Regions from separate parts of the Mus musculus genome. Here region 1 is linked to region 2. The links are chromatin contacts, called in public HiChIP or PLAC-seq maps. All regions are on one chromosome and are shown on one strand. The core of a region is the stretch at or near the end of the contact, and the rest is flanking DNA. Distances in the headings are between cores, read along the strand shown. Region 1 overlaps Spock1 (sparc/osteonectin, cwcv and kazal-like domains proteoglycan 1). Region 2 overlaps Spock1 (sparc/osteonectin, cwcv and kazal-like domains proteoglycan 1).

Region 1 (7,809 bases), core at 735-3,234, 80 kb before region 2:
TTTACTGATTTGAGCAAACATGGCTGTAGCTTTCAGTGTCTTGATATTCTGAAACCGAGCTCCCTTGGTCTCACATAGAGAATTTCTCACCCATGTGCTGTTTATGGGAAAGAAAGCTCAGGCTTTTGTTTTTACTTTCTTGTAGATACCCACGAGAATCAGGCAGAGCACACAGGGAATTGACAGTTATTTTTAATGAGAGGTGTATGTGAGGCAGCTTCACACTCCAAGGTCTCTGAGTGACTCTTCAGCTGACTCAGGGAGGGTGGGTGTATCTCCTGGTGGTGTGTTGACAGCGGAGCCATAATCTCTGGAAAGATGACATGGGTTCTGGTCCTGAGCTTTATTTAGAAGCTCGTCTATTTTGCTTAGTGGACCCATTCTTTATAATATGTATGGAAACAGCTTATAGCTCTCTAACATTTGTTGTTGCTTTGAATGAAGATAAAGAACATGAATCCTGGTAAAAGACTTCTGAATTTGACTTTTAAAAGTCACATAACCTCCAACCCCCAAAGCTCAGACCTGTGGGCTCCCATCCTGGATTTTTATTGCAACCTGGACATTTTCAGGAAACAAGGAAGGGTTTGCTTTTGGACTCATGTAGCCACTTTCACTAAGACAAAGGCACCAAGGACAAAAGTGGAGCTCAGACCAGCTGAAGATTTACCCTGGGCTTTTGCAGAGCTGACGGTACTGTGGAGGGGACAAGCAGAGGAAGAATGCTTACTCACGTGAGCAGAGAGAAGTCTGCGTTTGTATCCGTAACACAGGCAATAAAAACACAACCTCCATCACAGGGCAGAGCCACAGCCTAGACATTTGTCACTGCTGGATTTTGTGGAAAACTCTTCCAGAAGTTATTATACGGGACAGGTCATCCATACTCATTCCAGTTGAGTCAGCAGGATGCCAGTTGGACACATAACGAATTAAAGAGGGTAGTTCTTAGGGCTGGAGAGGTGGCTCCGTGGCTTAAGGCCACTTGCTGCTCTTGCAAAGGGCCTGAGTTCAGTTCTCATCGCTCACATTGTGTCTCACAACCTTCTGTAACTCCTCTTCCAGGGTCTCTGATGCCCCCTCCTTGGTCTCCATGAACACCAAACACACATGTGGTGTGTATACACACATGTAGGTAAAGCACCCATAAACATATGATAAAAGTAAATAAAGGAAAATACACCTTACAAAACAGTTGATAGGGTTGCTGGTATAAAACACAGATAGTGAAACTGTCCTAACCTGCAGAACTAGAGAAATACAGACATGCTTAGCTAGAAGGTTACAGTGCTCTCTGAAGGCAACTAACGTGAGCAACTGGAGCCAATCAGTGGGGCTGTCCGCAGCGTTTGCAATCCGTATCAGAATTAATGTGCCACAGCAGGAGTAAGATTTCAAAAGGAGGCATAAAATGTCTGTGTGGGACTAAGTAAAGTCTGGATGAGCTAAATCCCTTATTATTTTTGTATAGATCAAGGGGGGAGATGTTTACTAAGATGAAAGTTGTTAAATTTTCAAATGAGAAGCGGATTTACATGAACGTTAAAAGGAGTGCACGTTAGCTGGATTAGTGTAGCTCTTCTATGCTATCTGGGGCTAGATTACAGGAGTCTGTTTATGCTTAGTGTAACTCTCCTATCTGTGTTATTGTCTCAAAACACAATGGAAGAGCATGGGAGATGACGGGTGCCCTACAAAAATGAACACAGAGTGGAAAGCTCTGTGAGCATTTAGTTCACCCCGGAGAGACTGAGATGTGAGCTTGGGGCAACACTGAGGCTTTCTGTGACAACTTACTTCTGAAACTTTACAGTGTGCAGGAATGAATGCATCAGGGAAGCAGAGACAGAGTGGCCAAGCATGGGTTTCTGAGCTCGGGGAGCATGGAGCATTTAACAAGGAATGTGTCGATGGAGACTGGAGGATGCTCTTGTGTCAAGGGTCAAGGAGGAAAACAGTCATAGCTCTCAAGAAGCCTAGGCAGTGTGCTCCCTCCCGAGGCTGGCAGGGCCGGGAGTCAGTGGCTTTCAGGGTAGTGGAGTGCTCCACAGGGACTGGGGAGCTTTGAGGGGAAGACTTTTGGCTTGGCAAAATTCCTCTGGCATAGTTGAGCAAGATAGATGGACAACAGAGGTGCCGTGGGAAGGAAAGACCGGTGCAGACGAGTTAGCAAGGAGGAGGAGCCTAAGCAAGAATAATGGGGATGAATAGGAAGACACAACTGCCAGACACGAATGGGATTGATAGCACCTCACAGCTGTCAGAGACAAAGCATTAATGGGGAGAGGATCTATGCTTTTAAGCCCAGGGAGATAGTGGAGCCATTATCAGAAGAGAGGGAGAGAAAATTGGAGAAAAGTTAGCTATTAAATGTGAAACAAAGGAGTAGCTGAGTTATTAATGGGGTCTAGCATAAGATTAAAGACTTCCTGTTTTTATTTTATTTTTTTTTTACATTTTTCTTCAAAAATTAAATTCCCTTCCTTTCTTTTTTTAATTTTTTAAATTTTAATTTTTTTGGTCACTAACTTCTCAGTATCTGTTCATTAGTTAATTTGCTAACTCATTTTAACATCCATGCCATACTAATGTAAGACATTCATGATAGGAACCTGGTATGTCTATAATTTAAGATGTCATGGGTTTGATTCCCAATACTGCATAAACCAAGCTTGATAGCACACACCGGTGATCTCAATACTCCCTTTTTTTCTTCAATAGATTTATTTACAATGTTCTAAGAACTAATTCAGATAAAGTTGAGGTATTCTTTTCCTCCATGGAATTGCTATTTGGAGACTGATAGTATATCCCTCATATTTTTCTGAGGGTCATATTCTGTCCTTTGGTCAATATGGGTAGTCTGCCTGGGTCCGAAGCTTGTGCGAGGAGATGTGGATTCCCTGAGTGGCTGTGGGCCTTATTCTGGGTCAGATCCAGCCTCCATCTTGGACCCACAGCTTCCACTGACATATGTTGTAGAACTGTGTGCACTTGTGTGCATTACCCTGCTTAGTGCAGGCCTCTGCTAACGTCTGAAACCCGTGGGAAGACTTGTGGAATTCTATGTGTGCCTTTGGATCTTTCCCTGGGTCAGGCCTGGTCCTACCCTGGTTCCAGAGTCCAAACACCTAACAAAAAGACACAGACTAGTAGATTGGCTTAGAAAACAAGATCCATCTTTTTCACCACCCAAGGCAGACATCATCATAGGGTCAAAGGATGAAAAAGGGCATCCCCAAAAATGGATCCAAGAACCAAGCCATTGTAGCCATTCTAATATCTGACAAGATAGATAGAAAAGAAAAGAAAGAAGGTCACTTCATACTCATAAAAGGACAACTGCACCAAGATGACATTATAATTTCAAAGCATATATAAATTAATACATCCAATATAAGTGCATCCAATTCAATGGAAGAAATACTGTTAGACCTGCAGCCATGGGTTAGCTCCAACCCAAGGATACTGGGTGACTTCAGTCCCTCACTTACAGCACAGACAACTCTTACAGAAGCAAGCAGAGAAACCCTGGATTTAAATGGTATCATGAAGCGTATTACATCTATAGAATACTCCCTTTCAACACCAAAGAATACACATTCTTCTCTGTAGCACATGGAACATTCTCCAAAATTGATCACATATTAGGATACAAAACAACTTTCAACAGGTGTAAGGAGTTTGAAATGATATCCTGCAGTCTATCAGACCACATGGAACAAAGCCAGATATCAATAGCATTAGAATCTATAGGAAGTCCACAGTCTCCTGGAGATCAAGCAACTCACTATTGAATGATGAAGAATTGAAGAACTTAAGAAGGAAATTTTTAAAAAAATTCTAGAACTGAATGAAAATGAGCACACGATATATCAAAGTTGAATTATGAAGTTAGACCTAAGAAAAAACTCTATAATGCTAAGTGCCTATATAAAAAATTGGAAGACCTCAAATAAATAAATTAATGCACTGTAAAGTCTGAGAAACAAGAACAGGCCAACCCACAAAGACTATGTGGTAAGAAGTAATCAAAATCAGGGCAGAAATTAGTAAAATGAAATGAAAAAAAATACAAAGTAAGTAGTGAAATGAATTAGTTCTTTGAAAAGATAAACAAAATTGAAAAACCCTTAGACAAATTAACAAAAAGGAGGAAAGAGAAGACCTAAATTAGTAACATCAGTTATGAAAAGGGAGACATCACAATAGATAGTAACAAAATTCAGAAAATCATAAGGACTTTCCTTATAAACATATATTCCACTCAATTGGAAAACGTAAAAGAAACAGCCAGTTTCTAAATGCTTATGGCATATCAAAATTAAACCAAGGTGAAATAAATAATTTATAAACATATATAACCAGCAATGAGACTGAAACATTAATAAAAATACTTCCCAATTCAAAAATCCCAGGGCTAGATGGACTCATGCAAGAATTCCACCAGAACTTCAAAGAAGAGCTCACACTCATAATCCATAAACTAGAAAATGCAGAGGGTCTCCAAATGCTTTTTAATAAGCCAGTATTACCCTGATACCCACACCAAAAGAGGCACTACAAAAAAGGAAAATTGTGGACCAATCGTTCTGATGAACATAGATGTGAAAACTCTCAGTGAAATACTTGCAAAGCTAATTAAAATCACATCAAAAGGATTCATCATGACCAAAGTGGCTTTATTCCTTCAATGCTTAATACCCACAAATCAATAAGTGTAATTTATAATGTAGATAGACTAAAAAATGAGAAATCACATGATAATCTCAATAGATGATTTGTCAGAAAGCCTTGGACAAAATCCAGCATCCCTTTATCTCTATGATCAAACTCATAGAGAAGTTATGGATAGTTGGAGCACACGTAAATATAATAAAGGCCATATGTGATAAACCCAGGCTCTAGATGTCCCTCTATTTTCAAGGAACAGTCTTTGAAATGGGTCTACTTTCTCATACCCCAGGCCTGTGATGACTGAGGTCTGGCCAATTCCCAACACCAAGTACTTGGTTACTTCTTAATGGTTCTAATCTTTTAAATAACTACTCCATGCTTGGTCCCATTTGGAAGCTTGATCCTTCTACCCAGACAGCGCACTTTCCAAACCTCTCCACTTGTCCCCCCAGTTCTGATATAACATTCATTGGCTTTGAGAAGCCAGCAATCACCATGATACTGCATAAATGTCATGACACAGCAAAAATGCTCGGCTCAGTAAACTTGTGTGATAGCTTCGTCACTCTATCACCTGTCAATCTGCTCTTCGTCATAGTGTAACATGAACAGCCTCATGTGTTCAGACTAGTCCTCCTCATCCTTTCAGAAGCCTCATGAACAGTGTTGCTCGCTGCATCTCTGTTAGTATTCTGGTGTTCTTAGCTCCCACCTGAATTGCCCACAGAATTCCGTGCTTCTCTAATTCACAGCTCCAAAACCTTCCAAGTTTCTCTCCAAGGCCAGTCCCCTAACACCTTTGAACCAAGTAGTCAGGCAAAGTTACAGCAGTAACCCTACTCTTAGTCAGTCCTTCCTTCCTTCCTTCCTTCCTTCCTTCCTTCCTTCCTTCCTTCCTTCCTTCCTTCCTCCCTCCCTCCCTCCTTCTTTCTCTTCCTCTTTCTTTCTTTCTCTCTCTCTTTTCTTTTCTTTTCTTTTCTTTTCTTTTCTTTTCTTTTCTTTTCTTTTCTTTTCTTTCTTTTCTATCTGTCTTTCTCTCTTTCTTTCTCTCTTTCTTTCTTTCTTTCTTTCTTTCTTTCTTTCTTTCTTTCTTTCTTTCTTTCTTTCTTTCTTTCTTTCTTTCTTTCTTTCTTGGTTTTTGAGACAAGGTTTCTCTGTGTAGCCCTGGCTGTCTTGGAACTCACTTTGTAGACCAGGCTGACTTTAAACTCAGAAATCCGCCTGCCTCTGTCTCCCAAGTGCTGGGATTAAAGGTGTGAGCCACCACTGCCCAGCAGTACTGACTTTCTTAAAGAGATTTTTAAAAAAAAATTTATTTTATGTGAATGAGTGTTTGCCTGCATGTATGTATATGCACCTCATGCGTGCCTGATTGCTCACAGAGACTAGAAGAGGGTATCAGTTATGCTGGAGCAGATATGCAGTTACAAGTGGTTGTGAGATACCATGTGGATGCTGGGAACCAAACCCTGGTCCTTTGCAAGAGCAGCCAGTGCTCTAAACCACTGAGCTATTTCTCTGCCCCTGCTTAGTAACTGTGTGTGTGTGTGTGTGTGTGTGGGGGGGGTGTTAGACTTTTTCACTATCATGACAAAACTCCTGATATACAAGCAACTAAAGGGGAGAGATGTCTTCCCCCAACCTGGCTTCAAAGGCTCGTTCATCATGGTGGAAGAAACAGGAACCATTGTAAGTTGTATGCCCCTGCTGGTCTACTTTGCCGTACATCTTAGAGCTTTGATCACCCCTCAGGATAGTGCTACCAGCTGGTGACAGGAAGGGTCAACACAGGAGCCAAGGGGTGGCAGTGGCATTTTATATTCAAGCCATAACAGGCCCCAGTGACTGCAGTGGTTACACACGTAGCCCTGGCGAGTCAGGATGTCCTGACATGTTCATGCCTGCCACCGCTTTCCTGAGGCCCGTTCTCCTGCCCTGGAGTTCTCAGGTAACAATGCAGAATAACTTTACATGCAGCCGCACAGGCTGCTGCAGAACCTTCAGAACAAAGCCAAAAGGAGCACACCCCCTCCCTCCCTGCAGTGGCGAAAGCCTATTCTGTCCTAGCTGTTGGTGATCGGCTCATTGTCTCCTGTGATCTGTTCCTAAGCACACTCGAGCGCAGACAGCAGAGGTTCTCCGACCTCACTGACCCTCCCTTGGCATTCAAATGGAAACTCTAGATCCAGGAAAGAGACTCAGTCTTCATGTCTGCTCTCTGCTCCAAATTCCACTCCACGAGGAGCAACCATTTTTTACTGAGAGAAAAAGATGCAGTTTGCAGGACAGAGTCTGCCATGTACGTGTGTGTGTTAGCATGCATATAGTAGTCAGAGGGCAGCTTGTGGGAGTCAGCTTTCTCTCCACCACGAGGTCCCAGGGCCTGACTGAGAATCATCAGACTTGGGATAATCACCTTTGCTGGCTGAGCTATCCTGTCAGCTCTCCTAGAGATTTTTAGAGAATTCTAGGTTATTGAATTATTAGATAAACTCCTACCTCATTTTACCATGTTTCCACAGGGCTGAGACAGCCTAGAGACTATTCCTCATGGCCAGCAGCTGAAAAGTCTCTCTGAGGTGCTGCTTTCTTTTGTTGGCAATGAAAACACACACACACACACACACACACACACACACACACACACACACACACACTACACATATACACACATAACACACACTACATACACATATACACACATAACACACACCACACACATATACACACATACACACTGTACACACACACACAAACACATGCACACACATCCAAAAACTGCACACATACACACTCTGCACATATACATACATGCAGACACATAAAAACACACATATACACGTACATGCATTTGCAGTTGCACACACACACACATGGACACACATGCACACATATACTATACATAAACATATCCACTACACATACATGCTAAACACACACTCCACAAACATATACAATCATATATTCACATGCACACATATACTACACATACCTACATACTACATACACTGCATATACTCACAAATACATACATGCATGCACACACGTGTGCACACAACACTACACATATATACACACTACATACACTCAAACATTACACACACATATACTACACACACTACACATATACAC
Region 2 (7,008 bases), core at 4,351-6,850:
TCCCTTGTTCCCTCTGAGGACCCTGGGCTCTTTGTTGGTGCTACTTTCTAATTGAGTTTCATCCCTTGGTTCACTCACCAGGAATATCACAAGCATCCTTAGCAGACTACCGCTTTGTGGCTGTGAAGTATGAGTGGGTCGTTTTCTGTTTTTAGCTTTATGTTTTTATTTATTTGTAGTTGATGTGCATGGGTATTTTGCCTGCATGCATGTCTGTGCGCCATGTGCGTGCAGTACCTGTCAAGGCCAGAAGAGGGCATCAGATCCCCTGCAACTGGTGTTAACAGAGGGCAGTGAGTCCCCATGTTGGTGCTGGGACTCAAACAAGGGTCCTCTGCAAGAGCAGCTGGTGCTAATCACTCCACCCTGGTTGAATGCCTGAGCAGGAATTTTATTGGGTTCTTTCCTTTGTAGGTCAGGTGTTGCTCTCCATTAGAGCATGTTGTCAGGAATGGTCATGTGTGACAGTATATCTGACTGCGGGGGTCCTAATAAGAGCTTGACACAGTGTTCATAGTTTTTGGAAGTAGTGCTGATGGTGAGAAAGAGACAGTTGGATTGTACCACGTGTTGGCCTGAATAACTGTAGGCCTATGGAATGGAAGCTGTAGGACACCAGAGCCTAATGGGGGATGCGCCTGGTGATATTGTACACTTGGCTGTCACCCTACTGTGTGCTGCTGTGTTTGAATTCCAGGGGCATGTGTCTCCTGTTCGGTTGTTCATCCTCTTCCAATTAAGCTGTAAACCTTTTATCAGCACGTGCCACCTATTTTCTCTCCTCTTGGGCCACTATCCTCTGGGGCTGGCTGCCTTAGAAGGATCTAGAAATACCCAGTAACATAATTTCTCCAAACCTCAGCTTCATTTTTTCTCACACGCTTTTTGCTGACTGTGGCAGCTTCTTCCTCTTTCTGCACGTTGCCTGTTTAGAATGCTCAGGCTTAAGGGGGTCTGAGAGGCTGGGCTCCTGCCATCCTGTGGCTCCTGCCTTTTGTGCCAGTTGAGGCCTGGTAATACACAGTGTTGCACTGTGGGTAGCAAGGGAGGTAGAGCGCTTGCTCACTCAGTGGGCAGCTGTCTGTGGTGGGAAAGCGGCACCCTCCCCTCTGCTGCACTCGGGGACAGTAGGGGAGGGTATAACTCAGGTGATTCTAGCTTCCTGCCTTAACTCCTGTGGATAGGTGTCCAGAGAGAGAAAGTACGGATTTACAGATTAGGCACCATCAGACTCAGAGAGTATGTGTGCTCGCGTGCTTTCTCGGGTCGTCTCCTTCTCTGTCCTTCCCTCCTTCCCTCTGCTCCCCCCTCCCCTTCTTCTTTATACACTGCTTCCCCTGCCTCCCTCGCTCCCTTTGTTCAATGAGATAACCAGAATAAGGCCTGCTGTCTGAAAACTGTAGCCCTGCTCATTAGCTAGCTCATCTGCCTGGTCTGATGCTCTCTGCTTTGGCTGACAGTTGCCACCTGGCTGGCCACAGCACCTGTCTGCTTCCCTCTCATCTTCTTTCAGCTCTGCTCTCTTCTCTCTGCCCTTGACTCTCAGGGCGGCAGCCTGGGATGGACTTCCCCGCCCACCTGTTTCTAACTAGACTCCTGCTCCATCATTCGATCATCCGCCTCTCGCATTACTCCACAGCTCTCCCATTCAGAGGCGCTCAACACTTTTTGAAGAGCGAAGGGCTGGTGTCCAATAGATTACACCCCCTCCTGGGCTGGTGTCCAATAGATTACACCCCCTCCTTTTACCAGGACTGAATGGGACACAGAACAAGAAATGGTGGATGGGGTGCACCTCAAGCTATGACCATCTAGGACAGTCGGGGGAATGATTTAGGGGTGTAGGCATTGGCTCCAGCAGGTCCTGCTTCTTCTTGGTTTTGCTCCAGTCATGGACAAGCTTGCCTGCATTTCTGTCCTACCTAAAACAGGAAGGCAGTAGCCTCTCCCTCAGGCATGCGCTAAGGATGGAATAAGACTATGTCTCCAGTGCTCAGCACATTGCCTGATGCTGTGAGCTCAATGGTTGGAGCCATCCGAGGCGTTATATTTTCTAGCTTATAGATTTTATTTTGAAAGTGTCTAAATTGTCTCGTTCCCCCCTGGGAATTTTAGGATTGAAAAATACTCCCTTGTCCCTGGAGCCTGGAAGAGAATTCCTTGAGGGCCTCCTGGGTGTTTTCGATTGGTGTACACAGCACTTGTATCTCCTGCTCTGTGTGCCTGCTTGCTTGCTTTAGCTCAGAGTTCTTGTGCGAACCTGTCCCCGGCCTCCCGTGGCACTGGCTGGCACAGGGCCTCTTCTGTTCCATCAGGGACAGTTCCTGAGGTTGTGCCCTCTTCCAATGCTACCAGAAGTCTGGGCCTGTGCTTTTGTATGCCGACACGTGTAAAAGACACTACAGAATATTTAATAAGGTCAGCTCTAATACGTGTTTGAAAACTGTATAAATTGAGTTAGGGAAAACAGCTTTGATTGCATGAGTAATATTTAAAGTGGCTGCTTAAAATGCAGTAACTTTTCTGTCAATAACAGAAAACCTTCTGAGCTCTGGAGAGAGTTTTAAAGCAAGATCCAGTGGCTCCTGCCGGTCGTGGTGAAAGTTTTCATTAAACAGATGATTCATACTACCCGAGCTGAATGATTAACGTGAATCACGGGAAAAGATGCTCAGGCTCGGGTGTCTGATTTATGAATGGATTAGGAGGTGGATTCCTCAACAATCGATTGCCTTCACAGGAGGAGTTTGATTTACTGAGACCCTCAAAATGTTTTGTTTTGTTTTGTTTTGTTTTTTACCCCTAACACTACTGTTTGTTCTAAGGTGACATCTCAGGACCTTTTTATAGGAGAGGACTTTTACTTTCTGAGTCCAGGGTACTCCTGTAAATTCCTGAGTATGTTCTAGGCTTTTTCCCAAACTTGTCTCAGTTAGAGAGGTTCACGGGGTTAGGACCTTCCTTGTGCAGGTGGGTGTGGTGTGTATGCCCTTGGGAAAGGACTGGAGGAAACCTAAATTAGTTCAAGAGGCCCAAGGCCTCTAACTGGACAAAGGAGATGGCTTAAGGCTCCTCAACTATCTGCTCAGCTGCATTGCGCTGGTCTCTGGGAGGGTCCTCACAGGCCTGGCCTGGGGACTGCAGCCTGAGACTAGAGCTGCTGAGCTCTAGGAAGCTGTGTGAAGCTGTGTGAAGCTGTGTGAAGCTGTGTGAAGCTGTGTGAAGCTGTATGAAGCTGTGTGGAGCTGTATGAAGCTGTGTGAAGCTGTGTGAAGCTGTATGAAGCTGTGTGAAGCTGTGTGAAGCTGTGTGAAGCTGTGTGAAGCTGTGTGAAGCTGTGTGAAGCTGTGTGGAGCTGTGTGGAGCTGTGTGGAGCTGTGTGAAGCTGTGTGGAGTTGTGTGAAGCTGTGTGAAGCTGTGTGGAGCTGTGTGGAGCTGTGTGGAGCTGTGTGAAGCTGTGTGAAGCTGTGTGAAGCTGTGTGGAGCTGTGTGGAGCTGTGTGGAGCTGTGTGAAGCTGTGTGAAGCTGTGTGGAGCTGTGTGAAGCTGTGTGAAGCTGTGTGGAGCTGTGTGGAGCTGTGTGAAGCTGTGTGAAGCTGTGTGGAGCTGTGTGGAGCTGTGTGAAGCTGTGTGAAGCTGTGTGAAGCTGTGTGAAGCTGTGTGAAGCTTGTGAAGCTGTGTGAAGCTGTGTGAAGCTGTGTGAAGCTGTGTGAAGCTGTGTGGAGCTGTGTGAAGCTGTGTGAAGCTGTGTGGAGCTGTATGAAGCTGTGTGGAGCTGTGTGAAGCTGTGTGAAGCTGTGTGAAGCTGTGTGAAGCTGTATGAAGCTGTGTGAAGCTGTATGAAGCTGTATGAAGCTATAGGAAGCAGATGCTCTCTTCACTTGATCCACATGCTTGGGCATGCTCATCTCCTCAGAGAATGACATGACCCCTGCTGGGTGCTTGGGCAGGCTTCTTCTTTGCAGAGTTCTCCTCCCTGTCAGGCTTGCTGACAGAGGACAGCAGGGTTCCCACAGCAGCCCAGAGAGCACTTTGCATGCCTCTAGCTCCCTCATCTGAAGGGTACCTTGTACTAGCCCCGTTACAGACAAAAAGACATGAGGCTGTACAAGTAGCAGTGGGTGCTAGAGCCATGCTTTGGAACCATGCACTGGGGCCATGCTTTGTGTCTTAAATTCTGCCTGCTCGCAGGTGTGGCTAACACTCCATACTCTAGCACCTGAGCATTTGGTGTTAAACACAGCTCAATAGCAGAGGCATCTGGAGGGGAAGGCTCAGATTTGGTCGGTTTATAATCGACTCTGTCAGCTTTGGTAGAGAGTGGATGCTTTGTTCATTGTCTTTAGGAAGGGGTATCTCTGGGCCTGTAACATCTTCCAGAGTGACTGCTTTTTCCTTTGACTTTGTGAGGGCTCTGTCCTGCAGGTCACTTGGGCAGCAAATGACAGGTCACTCGTGTTATCATCTAGACTGAGATGGATTTGGTTCAGCAAGAAGCCAGTTGATATATTTTAATGAAAGGTTGGGTGACGCTACGGCAGATGGAGTGAGTGGTGGTTTGTAATCTTGCTCTTCAAGTTTTACTGTGGGTGCTAAATTCTCTCCCTTCCACCCTTGTGTGTGTGTGTGTCAGGAGGTGTTGTGTGTTATATGTGTATAATTAAGGCATATGATGAATTCTAGGACTTAGTGTTTACATGTCCTGAAATGTCCAGGAATGTGGGTGATTATTTGTTTGTTCATATTCATTCATTCATTCATTCATTCACTCATTCATTTTCATTCCGTAGGCAGAAGTGAGCATCTGCCTGTCTCAAACCTAGTGGAAAATACTAGGGGCCGACTCATGTGTAGAAGTTGTTCCTAATTTCAGAGAACTCATAATGTCTCTGAGCTAAAGTCATGCTTGAAAATGAAGATGGAGACACCCACCTCTCAGCATCGGTGTGAAGATGAAAGTAGCCCCTCGATGCCAATGCCATAGGTGCCTGGTATGCCGATTCTCTTCTCCAGGCCATTGCTTTAGCTTTGAAGGCAGGGAAGCAGCCACAGGTGTGCAGGTGGTGTTTGGACCTTAGGGAAAACTGCCTGCAAATCCTGGCGTTTAATTGCAGTGTTCCTCTAATTAGCCATCGATGCCCCTGGAAGGCCTGTGGAGAGGAACAGGTGCAAGGGTGGGCTGGGGTATTTACTCCTTTGGAGTAAATACAATCAGTTTATTTACAGTCAGAAGTTGAAGTGAAGCTACTTGGGGAAATAAACGGGCCTCTGGGGCTAGAGGCTGGGGGATTGGAGGTGGAGTTGCTGGGGACCAGACGTCCTAGGTTGTTTGTGTTGCGATCCCCACACCTCCCCAGCCTTCTGCACTGCCATCAATACCTGCGTCTAGCAGAATAAGACCCTCCTCTTTCTAAAGATGTATCTTCAGGCTCTCCTCGGCTCAGCGAGACAGCTGTGCTGTACTTCCAGCGATTGCCGATTGTAATACGAGTCTATTTTTCTGCTGTCTTGGGTAATTTCAGAACGCCTCTACTTGTAGTTACTTACTTCTCTGCCCATTTCTTGGCGCCCACGCTGTCTGCTGCTTTAGATATAAGGCAGTGAGCTTAACAAATACATTCCCTGCTCCGCCCCCATTCCCTGCTCCACCCTCATTGCGTTCTACCAGCCCCGGGGAAACAATACCTTTGGTATACAGGCATGGGTGTGAGGCATGGAGAAGGTTGGTCATTTACTCAGAGCCTGGCAGAGGCAGGATTTCACCCCAGGTGCCCCTAAACTGGAACTTAGAATAACTTGTTTCTAGTAGGGGCTTTGCATGCCACAGTTTATCCCTTGGCTTCTGTTCTCGGGACTGGGAATGTGTAAATCAGTATTTACAGAGGCTCTGAATATGCTCACTTCCTAGCAATATCTTTGTGCAGAGCTTTCAATCCCTTTGTAAAGAGGTCAGTGCGGATGGTGTATGCCTGTGCTGTGGGCTTTCATGGAGAGGAATATGCAGCTTGGGGCATATGCCTCTGGGGCACCGTGGCCGCTGGAGGGCAAATCTGGCTGCTGTTCATTGCAGTCTATCCCAAGCCTGATGGTGGTTCATGGACATGCTCAATGTGTGTCCATCTGATGGGGAGGGGGAGTTTCTTGGCCTGTGGGAACCCCCCCCCCACAGAGCTGCTTTGAGTCAAACAGACCTGGACTTGAATCAAACCTTACTACTTTCAGACGAAGGGTCCTTGGCATGGGGCTGTCTCCTTGACTTTCTGCAGCCAGACTCAAGGGCTGCCAGAATGAGAGATTATGCCAGTCACTGCTCGTGCTAAGCCAGCGGCTGGCTAACTGGTCCCTGGGCCAGATCTGACCCACTGGCTGCCTTTGTGTGTCTAGTAGTCTTTGAATACCGCGTGCTCATCTTTTCCCCTTGTCAGTGGCTGCATTTGTACTCTGATGGCACATTTTAGTTATGACAGAGAGCAGATGGCTCGCAAAGCCAAGAATATTTACTTCCTGTCCTTTTACAGCAAAAGGTTGCCACCTGCTGTGTTCAGCCCTGAGCAGATAGCAAGTGCAGCAGACATCACAATTACTGTCACTACCTATCACTTCCACCCTTGTGCTTCACTGGAGAGTCAGCCCAGAAGCCATGACCTTCTGGGCTTTGAGTCTTGGGAGGGACTTTTCAATTAGCTGGTATGTGAGTAACTCTTGTCCCTCGAGGGATGAAGGCTTATTTGGGCTCACAGTTTCAGGGCGTTGCAGGCCACTGTGGAAGAGGCGTTGGAGTTGGGAGTGCTTCAGTAAGTAGCAGGAGGTGGATGTCACATGGCCGCTGGACCAGGAACAGAAGGCACAGAAACAGGTATATCCTTAAGACCCTTCTCTGCCAGCCAGGTCTTACCTCATAAAGGCACCTCGACCTTCAAAATAGTACCAGAAGCTGGACTGAGTGTTCTTAACACAAACCTCTGGGGGACATTTCAGCTGTAACACCTGGTGACCGCCCCTGGGATTC

The links. HiChIP or PLAC-seq counts read pairs in DNA pulled down with a chosen protein or histone mark.
Region 1: an H3K27ac HiChIP or PLAC-seq map of extraembryonic endoderm stem cells shows a contact between it and region 2. The contact joins two enhancer-like sites. A contact is called at or near these places in 6 of 484 Hi-C or Micro-C datasets (the N1E-115 cell line, cerebral cortex, embryonic fibroblasts and 3 more) and 3 of 115 datasets of contacts at active chromatin or transcription factors (embryonic stem cells, extraembryonic endoderm stem cells and neural progenitor cells).

The regions. Positions count from the first base shown.
Region 1 is chr13:57,857,661-57,865,469 of GRCm38.p6, reverse strand. The region is part of intron 2 of Spock1 (sparc/osteonectin, cwcv and kazal-like domains proteoglycan 1); the gene reads left to right. Among named protein-coding and RNA genes, the nearest start is that of Spock1, 47 kb to the left of the region's middle. Within about 2 kb of position 1,984, at least 4 of the 459 cell types and tissues checked have an H3K27ac peak or open chromatin away from gene starts, as enhancers often do. A contact at or near this core is called in extraembryonic endoderm stem cells, where this site is marked.
Region 2 is chr13:57,781,748-57,788,755 of GRCm38.p6, reverse strand. All of the region lies in intron 2 of Spock1 (sparc/osteonectin, cwcv and kazal-like domains proteoglycan 1), which reads left to right. Among named protein-coding and RNA genes, the nearest start is that of Spock1, 120 kb to the left of the region's middle. Within about 2 kb of position 5,600, at least 17 of the 459 cell types and tissues checked have an H3K27ac peak or open chromatin away from gene starts, as enhancers often do. A contact at or near this core is called in extraembryonic endoderm stem cells, where this site is marked.